Regions from separate parts of the Ovis aries genome. Here region 2 is linked to region 1. The links are chromatin contacts, called in public Hi-C maps. All regions are on one chromosome and are shown on one strand. Each heading gives the region's core, a stretch centred on a gene start, on an enhancer-like site or on the middle of the called end of the contact. The rest is flanking DNA. Distances are from core to core; before and after follow the strand shown. Region 1 holds the start of IGFALS (insulin like growth factor binding protein acid labile subunit). Region 2 holds the start of MSRB1 (methionine sulfoxide reductase B1).

Region 1 (4,079 bases), core at 433-2,932:
AGCTCGCCCAGGCCGCAGAAGAGCGCAGGCTGCAGGTAGGCCAGCTTGTTACCTGCCAGCACCAGCTCCCGCAGGCCGGCCAGGCCCTGGAACGCGGCGTCGGGCAGCACAGCCAGGCTGTTCCAGCCCAGGTTGAGGTCCCAGAGGTGCGCCAGGCCCTGGAAGAGGCCCTCGTCCAGGCGGCTGAGCAGGTTGTTGCTGAGGCCGAGCGAGGCCAGGCCGGGCGTGTGCAGGAAGGTGTGGGCCGCCAGCGCGCGCAGCCGGTTGCGCTCCAGGTGCAGGTGGCACAGGCTGCGCAGGCCCAGCAGCGCCTGCGGCTCCAGGCTGGCCAGCCCGCTGCCCTGCAGGTTGAGGAAGCCCAGGCCCGAGAGGTTCCGGAAGGCGGCCGCAGGGATGGAGGAGAAGTTGTTCCCGTCCAGCCAGAGCGCCCTGGTGCCGGGCGGGAGGCCCCCTGGCAGCCGCGTGAGGTTCCGGGAGCTGCAGAAGACGCTGAGCTCGTCCGTGTAGTCGTCATGGCCACAGGAGCAGACGGCTGGGCACTGCAGGCCCTCAGGGTCTGCTGGCGCCGTGGGTTCCACTCCCTCCAGGCCGTGGGGACCCAGCGCTGCCCAGGAGACCAGCAGCACCACCAGGGCCGGGCCTCCTGCGGGGAGAGGGGCTTGGGGAGGGGCCCGGGACGGGGACTCAGGTCGGAGCAAGACATGGGACCTTCCAGGCCTCAGCTGCACCCCAGGACCACGACACACACCCGTTAAGAGAAGGCCCCGCTGACCAGAGCGGAGGTGTGGGCGAGAGACGCGGGCCCCGCGTCAACGGGCAGGACCGGGACGTCCTCCAGGTCAAGACCAGCTGCCCTTTCCACTGTGCAGGACCAGAGGGAACTGGGGACCAGGGACCTGGCCACTAGGCCGTGGGTCAGTCTCATCTCCAAGGTGGACACTCAAGCCAGCCTCGGCTGCCAGGCAGGCCTGGAGGAAGGTGTGAGCGACAGAACCTTCTGGAGCAGGCCTGGGTGGGCAAGCGCTTGCTGCCCTGAGGGCCTGGACACTGAGCTGGATGCCCACTGCCCCAGTCAGACCACCCAATCGGGGGCGCTCCCCTCCCTGGTATGTGTGTGGCACGTACCAGGGACGTAGCCCAGCGCCAGCGTGGGGAGAGGAGGAGGGTGCCAGCCTCGCGGGCAGATGGGGCCCCAGGCCATTGACCACTGGAGACTGGTTCTGTCACTGGACAAAGGATGCCAGGCTTCCCCTCAAGGCCCCCCGGAAGTTCCACTGGGCACTGGGCTTGTCCCCCGCAGCGGGCCCCTCCCTGCCCTGAGTGCTCCGGGTCTCAGGGTGGCCACAGCAGCTGGGGTGGGCGAGGCTCCGCAAGGGGACGGGGTGGCAGTGGCCTGGCCTCCAAGGAGTTGGGGGGGCCTGGGCAGGGCCCTGGGGTTGTGCGAGGCCCTGCATCCCCTGCGCCCCCGCCAGGGCCCGGGGTGGGAGAGGAGGTGGGCGCTCCCCCCAGAGGAGCGGCCAGGCTTCCCCCGGGGGCTCCCAGAGCGAAGCCCTCCCGGGGGCAGCCCCTACCATGGTAGGCCGGGGGCATGGGCTGGCCACCGCTGCGCGAGTGGCGGGGCCGAGGGAGCCTCACCTCTGCTTGGGGCCATCCCTCGTGCTGAGCGGGAGCGGGTCGTCTGCTGGGCCGCTGCTCCTGCCCTCTGGATTTCCCCTCCGCGGGGCAGCACCCGTGTCGCCGGCCAGCCCAGCTGCTGGCCCCAGCGCCGTTAACCCCCTCCTGCCGGGCGCCAGCGGCGGCTCAGAGCGCAGTGTGGGGCAGGTGGCACAAGGGACGGGCTGGGGCGGCGTCTGCCTACCATGCCCTCAGGGGTGAGGGGGCCGGTGTGGCTCTGAGGCCCGAGGGCCCATCCCTATCGTCCCGGCTCCCCTGCCCCCCATCCCCCTGCAGGGCTGGCCTCGGAGCTGGGGCTGCAGGCAGTGCTGGGCGGGGGTCTCCCTTGGAGCAGCCTGTGAGGGGCTAGTGTTCAGCCTCCCCCTGCTTGGGGGTGGGGGCCCTTCGGGGACTCCTGGGGGCTCCCTGCCCAGCCGATGGCCGTGTGGGAGTTAAGCTGGGCCTGCCAGTCCCCCGAATGCTGACCACGCCCCGCCCGTTCCTCCCCACCTGGGTGGGGTCCTCGGTCAGCTCCCAGGGCCCGGCCCAGCCTCCTCTTCTCCCGTGACCTCAGGGTCAGCTGCTGTCTGGCCGTGCCCCACCCCCAGCCTCTTCTAGGAATGCTTGGCCGGGTCCTGGCTGCTCTGTTTGCTTTCACAGCCCTATTCTCCAGAGAGGAGAGTGGGGGTGGCCTGGCCTCGGGGGCCAGATCCTGGGGCTGTGAGACCAGCCCCCGAAGCAGTGGCCCCATCCTGCCCTCTGGGGTACCTGTGGGGCACGGCCACCCCACAGTGTGCAGGCCTCGGGGGGCCCAGTGTCTGGCCTGAGGTCAGCCCCAGGTCAGACGTGGGAGGCTGGGTGCGGCTCCTCCAGACCCAGCTGCGTCCTTGGGCTGGCCTCCAGCTGCCCCTCCCCTTCACCAGGACCCTGCCCATGGCTGCTGTGCCCGCCCACCCCTTCCTCTGCTCTGCCTGGGGTGGAGGGCCTGTGTCAGCAGGGCTTGAAAAAGGCAGAACCATGCGTGGGTAAGGCTAGGCTTGTGGAGGCCTTCCAGTGAGGCAGGAGCCCCCGGGGCCCAGAGACCCCCTGCCTCGTGGCTCCTCCCCTGCTCATCCCATGACTCAAGGACTGGCTTTGTCTTCCTCCCTTTATCAAGCTTTGATTTTTTTCCAGGTCATCTCTCAGCTGCTCTTCTGAGAAATTATAGATCTGCAGGGAGAAAGTCCACACCCAGAAGTTTACAGGGCAAACACGCATTTACACAGTAGAAAGTGCAGACTCAGCAGGAGTCGGGCCCTGGGGCCTCTGCACCGCAAAGCTCCCAGCCGGCGAGAGGCCCGGCGCCTGTCCCCTGACACCCACAGGCCTGGGCTGGAACTTCCTGTAAACCCCAGGGGAGCGTGTGTGGTGGGGCGCCCTTGTTGGGACTGCGGCAGCCAGGTCAGCCTTGCCCGAGTCCTGCAGCAGCGCTGGCGGTCAGCCCGCCGAGTTGGGAGAAGCCCGGGGCCAGTTCTGTCCCTGCTTCCCCGGGTGGCCTGTCCTGACGCAGGACGACTGCTGCCCTGGCCTCTTTCCCCTTGACCCCGAGGGCCCCTGAGGAGTCTGGCTTCCGGTCTTCATGGACGTGGCGCCACGTTGTAGACCCCTCCTTGCCTCCTGCTGTGGGGCTGCTGTGGTTTCTGTGTCCTGAGTGGACCTGCCGGGACCAGGGTGTGTCGTCCTGGCAGGTAACACACCCGCCCTCCCCGGGGCCAGGGGCGCTCAGTAGCATCCCACCCTGTCTACTCTCAGCCCGAAGGCGGGTAGGCAGAGGCTGTCGCTGTCCTGCGTTTCTTCAGTCGCCAGTGATGGCAGGCAACGCTTCACAGAGGCTTGCTGCCCAGTGGGTTGTCATCTCCTGTAAAGTGCGTGTTCCACTCTCTTGCTGAGTTAGCTGGGTGCCGTCAGTGCGGCCTGTTTTTAAACCGTGTTCTGGATGCAGCCCCTTGTGGTGTGTGGCTAGTAGGCCTGTCTTCGGCACCGAGGTCTGCCTCTCTGTTCTCTTCATTGTCATTCTGGTGAGAGTTCCTAATCTTAATGTGGCCTCATAAGATGCTCCTTAAATGGAAAAACTGTGGGGAGAAAAGCTTTTTAATCTAGGCTGATGTACGTGTCAAGCTCTTCGCGGTGTCAAGTCCCGTCCGTACTGAGTGTATTCTCTTAAAAGGCCTGGTGGGGCCATCACTGCCCTTTCTCTGAGACAGCCTCGATTCTTCCTGGTGGCTTTCCCTTCCTCCTCCCTCTCGGGCGCCAGCGTGCTGTGCTCAGGGTCCAGATAGCCGGGCCCTTTCTGGGCTCCCGTGGAACTCTGGAAGCAGAGCAGACCCTTCTCCGTCTGCAGGGGCTTCCGGCCTCCTCCTTGTCCACGAGGCACAGCCTGCAGCATG
Region 2 (4,079 bases), core at 712-3,211, 140 kb after region 1:
TGTCAGCATGGATGGTCTCGGTGAACGTCGGCCATGGGGACGAGTGCGCGTACTTGGAGCGGCTGGAGAAGAGCTCATAGCCACACTTGGCACACACGTAGATACCTGGGGTGGAAGGGAGGCAAGAGCAGAGATGCTGGCTCCAGCGCCTCAGGGGTGAGCTCCCAAATCCTGGGTGAGACCCCAGGAGAGGACAGCAGGGCCCGGGTTACTAGGTGGGCTGCACATCCTCCCCACGCACCCACCCACCACCCACAGGCCTGGAAATCGACTCTGTGGGGGAGACACGGCATGGAGTTCATGTTGAATGGTTCTGAGCCTGTGCCAGAGACCAGGAGAGTCACTTTTCACACTTATCTCACTGGCTCTTCTTAACAACCCTGTGACGCAAATGTTCCCATTTTACAGATGAGGAAGCTGAGGTACAGGCATACAAAACATTCAGCTACAGGGTGTGCAGTCAGGAAGGAACCCAGGCAGTCTGATGAGGACACAGCTCTGCCCCCCCAAACACATAAACAGGCCTCACCACCACTAGCCCACCTCCCTTCCCACACGGCTGACCCTCTGCCCAAAGAAGCCTTGAGCAGGATGCCCAGCCACCGGCCTGCTCTCCAAGCAGGAAAAGAAAGACCCCAATAAAAATACTTCCGGTCCAGACAGAGGGCCCAGGAAGACAGAGGGGCAGGGAGAAAAATGGGTTTTAAACTATCCCCAAAAGATCACCTTGAGGAGGGGAGGGGAAAGGTCGCAAAATTGATTTGCAGAACAGGAAACTGCTTGGGGGTCCCTCAAGGGGTACTGAGTCACCTTTTGCCCCCTGCCCGGCCTAGAGACAGTCTCCCTGGAGTCCATGACAACTCAGCATTTACCAGTAACTTGAGAAAGAAAAGAGGAACCAGGAGGTGCTGTGGAAGTGAGGTTTCTAGTGTGGCTGAGCAGCTGGAGGGCAACCCCAAGTCCCACAACCAGAGGGTCCTAATGTCGCAGCTGGCTCACAGAGACGCCAGGTGTCACAGCCCAGGCCCCTAGAGAGCTGACATCCAAGAAACCCCGCCCAGGGGTAGGTCGCAGCTCTAGTCTTGCCTGTGGACACATTTTTACCAAATTAGCCTATGACCAGGCAGCACAGCCCAGAATGTGATTCACCTGATCTCTCAAAGCCTGGGGCCAGGGCTGAGGGTGGGCCATGCCCCAACCAACCACTCACCCCCCACCTTTCACCCCTCCTAGCTGGCCCAGGCTGTCCAGTCAAACTTGACTGGCCATTGGGAGCCTGGCCTGGTTACCCAACCCTGGGCCCCCTGAGAAGGCGGGGGAGGCACCCAGGCAGTTACATTTGGATCCCAACAGGACATTCTGTGCTTTCCAGCTCACCCCGCAGGTCTGGGGAGCTGCGGAGGAGAAAGGGCTGGGGTCATAACCGGGCGATGCCCCAAGGAAAGGGAGCCAGTCACAGGAGCTGCTCCTGGACAGGACCTTCCAGCGCGTCCCTCTAAAGTCCCGATCCTGACTCGGATACCCCGAAAGGCGTCGCCACCCGCGCTTACCCTGACCGCACAGATTTCCCCGGAAAGGGCCACGCTCGCACTCAAGGCCTGCGCTCTCTCCAGTGTCTCCCTCTCCTGGGGAACCCCTTCTCTCCAGGCCCCCCAGACTCCTCCCTCCTCCATATAGCCTTTGCCCCGCATGCGCTCCTCCCCGCGCGGCCACACTCGTCCCGCGTTCCTGGGGCTCCACCGCCACCCGGAGGGCAGCGACGGCCCGGCCCGCTGTCCTCCCAGAAGTTACAGATCGTACCCGGCTCAAAGTGGTTCTGGAAAATCTCGCCCCCGAAGAAGCTGCAGAACGACATGGCGCCGGAGGGACGACCGCACGGCGACGCCTCCGACGGATCCGAGGACAGACTCAGGACCCGCCGCTTGTGCCCGCCCAGCGAGAACCAGTCCCTCTCTGATCCCCACCCGGCCCCGGCGCCCGGAGGCCCAGCTCCCCCAGGCAGCCAATCACGTCCGGGGATGCGAGACACCCTCGCAGGGCCCGCCTCCCACTGCCCCGCCCCTTTCCGTGGTCCAATCCCTCCCCGAGGCTAGCGCTTCGACTTCCGCCTCCGGGAGGGCCCTTCCGAGGAAACGCCCCCTCCATCTTCCAGCTGGCCCCGCCCACCAGCCAGGACCTTGGCTCTGAGGTTCCCGAGGCCCCGCCCCGAGCCGCAGGGCGCGCAGCCGACCGCGTCCGCCACCTGGCGGCGGCTGCAGAGAACCGGAAGACATGTCAGCTCTCTTCCCTTCCCGGCTCTAAGCCCTGGAGTACCGGCTGTTGACCAGCCTTTCCGTGCCCCCCAACTCTGAGACACCACGGAAGAACTGCCTCTGGCTTTTATTAGACTAGGGCACCAGCGGGGGTTGCGCCGCGCTTCTTCCAGGCCCCCTCCGTCCCATCCTGCCTATAAGTCTCCGGAGGTCTCCGGCTTTTCCTTCTCCAGATGCTTCTTCTGGGGACCCTGGGGGGCGAGGGACAGGAGGAGGGTTAAGTCACAGGGTCTCACCAGCCGCCTGGGTTCTCGGAGCCAGCCCCGCGCCCCCTCCCGCCGGTCCCTCCCCTGCTTCCTTTCCGGCAAGACCACGTGCCCAGGACTAGACCCCTGAAAGCCCCTTCTGTGGATGAGTGCAGGGGCATGCGGGCCCCAGATGCCCACCCTGGGGCAGATGGGATGTGGGGTCTGAGCCCCAGAGAGCAAGGCGGATGGGCTCACCATGAAGGCCCTCTTCTCTTGGGCTGTCTGGAAGCGGCCATGGCCAAACTTGGAGGTGGTGTCGATGAACTTCAGCTCGATGTTCTCCAGGGCCTGGCGGCTGTGGTGCACCAGGAGGGACTGGGGCCCGTGGGAGAGGGAAAACAACAAGGCGGGAGGTCCCCACTCAGCCCCTCCTGTCACCCCCAGTCCACACAGGAGGGTCTCACTCACCCACCTTCTGTTAGAACCCCTCCCTTTTTGCTTTCCCCACCCTGCCCTCCTGGAGCGGGCTGGAGGACTGGGCAGGCCAGCCCCCTGCCCCCAACCCACTCCACAGCCCATGGGGCTCCCACTCCCCGCTCACCACCTGGCACTGACCTTCCTCAATGTGATGACCCGCTTCTTGGTGCCCGCGATGCACCCCTTCAGCATGACGAAGTCGTTGTTGACTTCCCCGTAGTGTGGGAAGCCGCCCTGAGGGAACGTAGGTCCAGAAAAGAGGCTCTGGGTTTAGGGGCGGCTGAGAAAAGTAGGGGAACTGGCCTGGGGTGACACTCTAGACCACATCAGGACAGTCTCTGAGCCAGACCCTAAGTCTGTCCTGCTACTGTCTTATTTAAAACTCTGTATTTTACAGAGGGGGAAACTGAGGCTAGGGGTGGGCGGTGATGTCACTGCTCCCAGCCCCACAGCTGCCACATCCCGCAGCTGGGGTGTGAGCCCAGGCAGCCTGGCTCCAAGGGCAGAGTCGGAGCTGCTCGACCCCGAATGCTGGGACAGCAGCTGGAGGACATGCTGTCTGCAGCGGAGACGCTGAGGATGCAGGAAACGGCAGAGGTTTGGTCCAACCTGGCGGCGGCTTGCTGGTGCCTGAGTTCTTGGGGAGAGTGGTGCCCCCGAAGCCTGCCCCAGACACACACACCAGACCCCTCAGCCAATTCGGCCGCCCACTCTCACCAGCGGCGTGATGGATTTGTCGGTCACATCGTAGCTGGTGGAGGCATTGTTCTTAACCACCTTCCCGTCCTCCGTGTGCAGCCCCCGGCCAATACGGTAGATCTGCCAGGAGGACAGGGCATGTGGGGGACGGCAGGTGGCTTCTGGGGTCAGCAAGATGTCCACGCCCATGAGAACACGGGCTGAGACCCAGGCGCTGGAGGAGGCATTTCAGAGCCTCAGGAGCCAGGCAGGTGTCTGGGTCCCCGGGGTGTGGTCATGGACATCCCCCCACCAGACCTGCGTACACACCTTCTTGTTGAGCTCCGTGAGGTGATGGTAGCCCTTCTGCCCAGCCCGGGCAATGGAGCAGCCCACGCGCGCAGGGTGCCAGGCACCAATGCAG

What was found. A called contact is a pair of places that touch in the nucleus more often than the background predicts.
Region 2: a contact with region 1 is called in a Hi-C map of liver, with 4 times the contacts expected there. The contact joins the promoter of MSRB1 here to the promoter of IGFALS in region 1. A contact is called at or near these places in 3 of 16 Hi-C or Micro-C datasets (liver, mixed tissues and omental adipose tissue).

The regions. Positions count from the first base shown.
Region 1 is chr24:1,890,736-1,894,814 of ARS-UI_Ramb_v3.0, forward strand. It overlaps IGFALS (insulin like growth factor binding protein acid labile subunit), which reads right to left and starts at 1,683. Exons shown (of 2, transcript XM_042240110.2): 1 at 1,636-1,683; 2 at 1-643. The coding sequence starts at 1,651.
Region 2 is chr24:2,028,750-2,032,828 of ARS-UI_Ramb_v3.0, forward strand. It overlaps MSRB1 (methionine sulfoxide reductase B1), which reads right to left and starts at 1,962. Exons shown (of 2, transcript XM_060406031.1): 1 at 1,801-1,962; 2 at 1-105. The coding sequence starts at 1,855. RPL3L (ribosomal protein L3 like) reads right to left here. Exons shown (of 10, transcript XM_027961462.3): 6 at 3,986-4,079; 7 at 3,695-3,796; 8 at 3,116-3,257; 9 at 2,756-2,875; 10 at 2,365-2,503. The coding sequence ends at 2,388.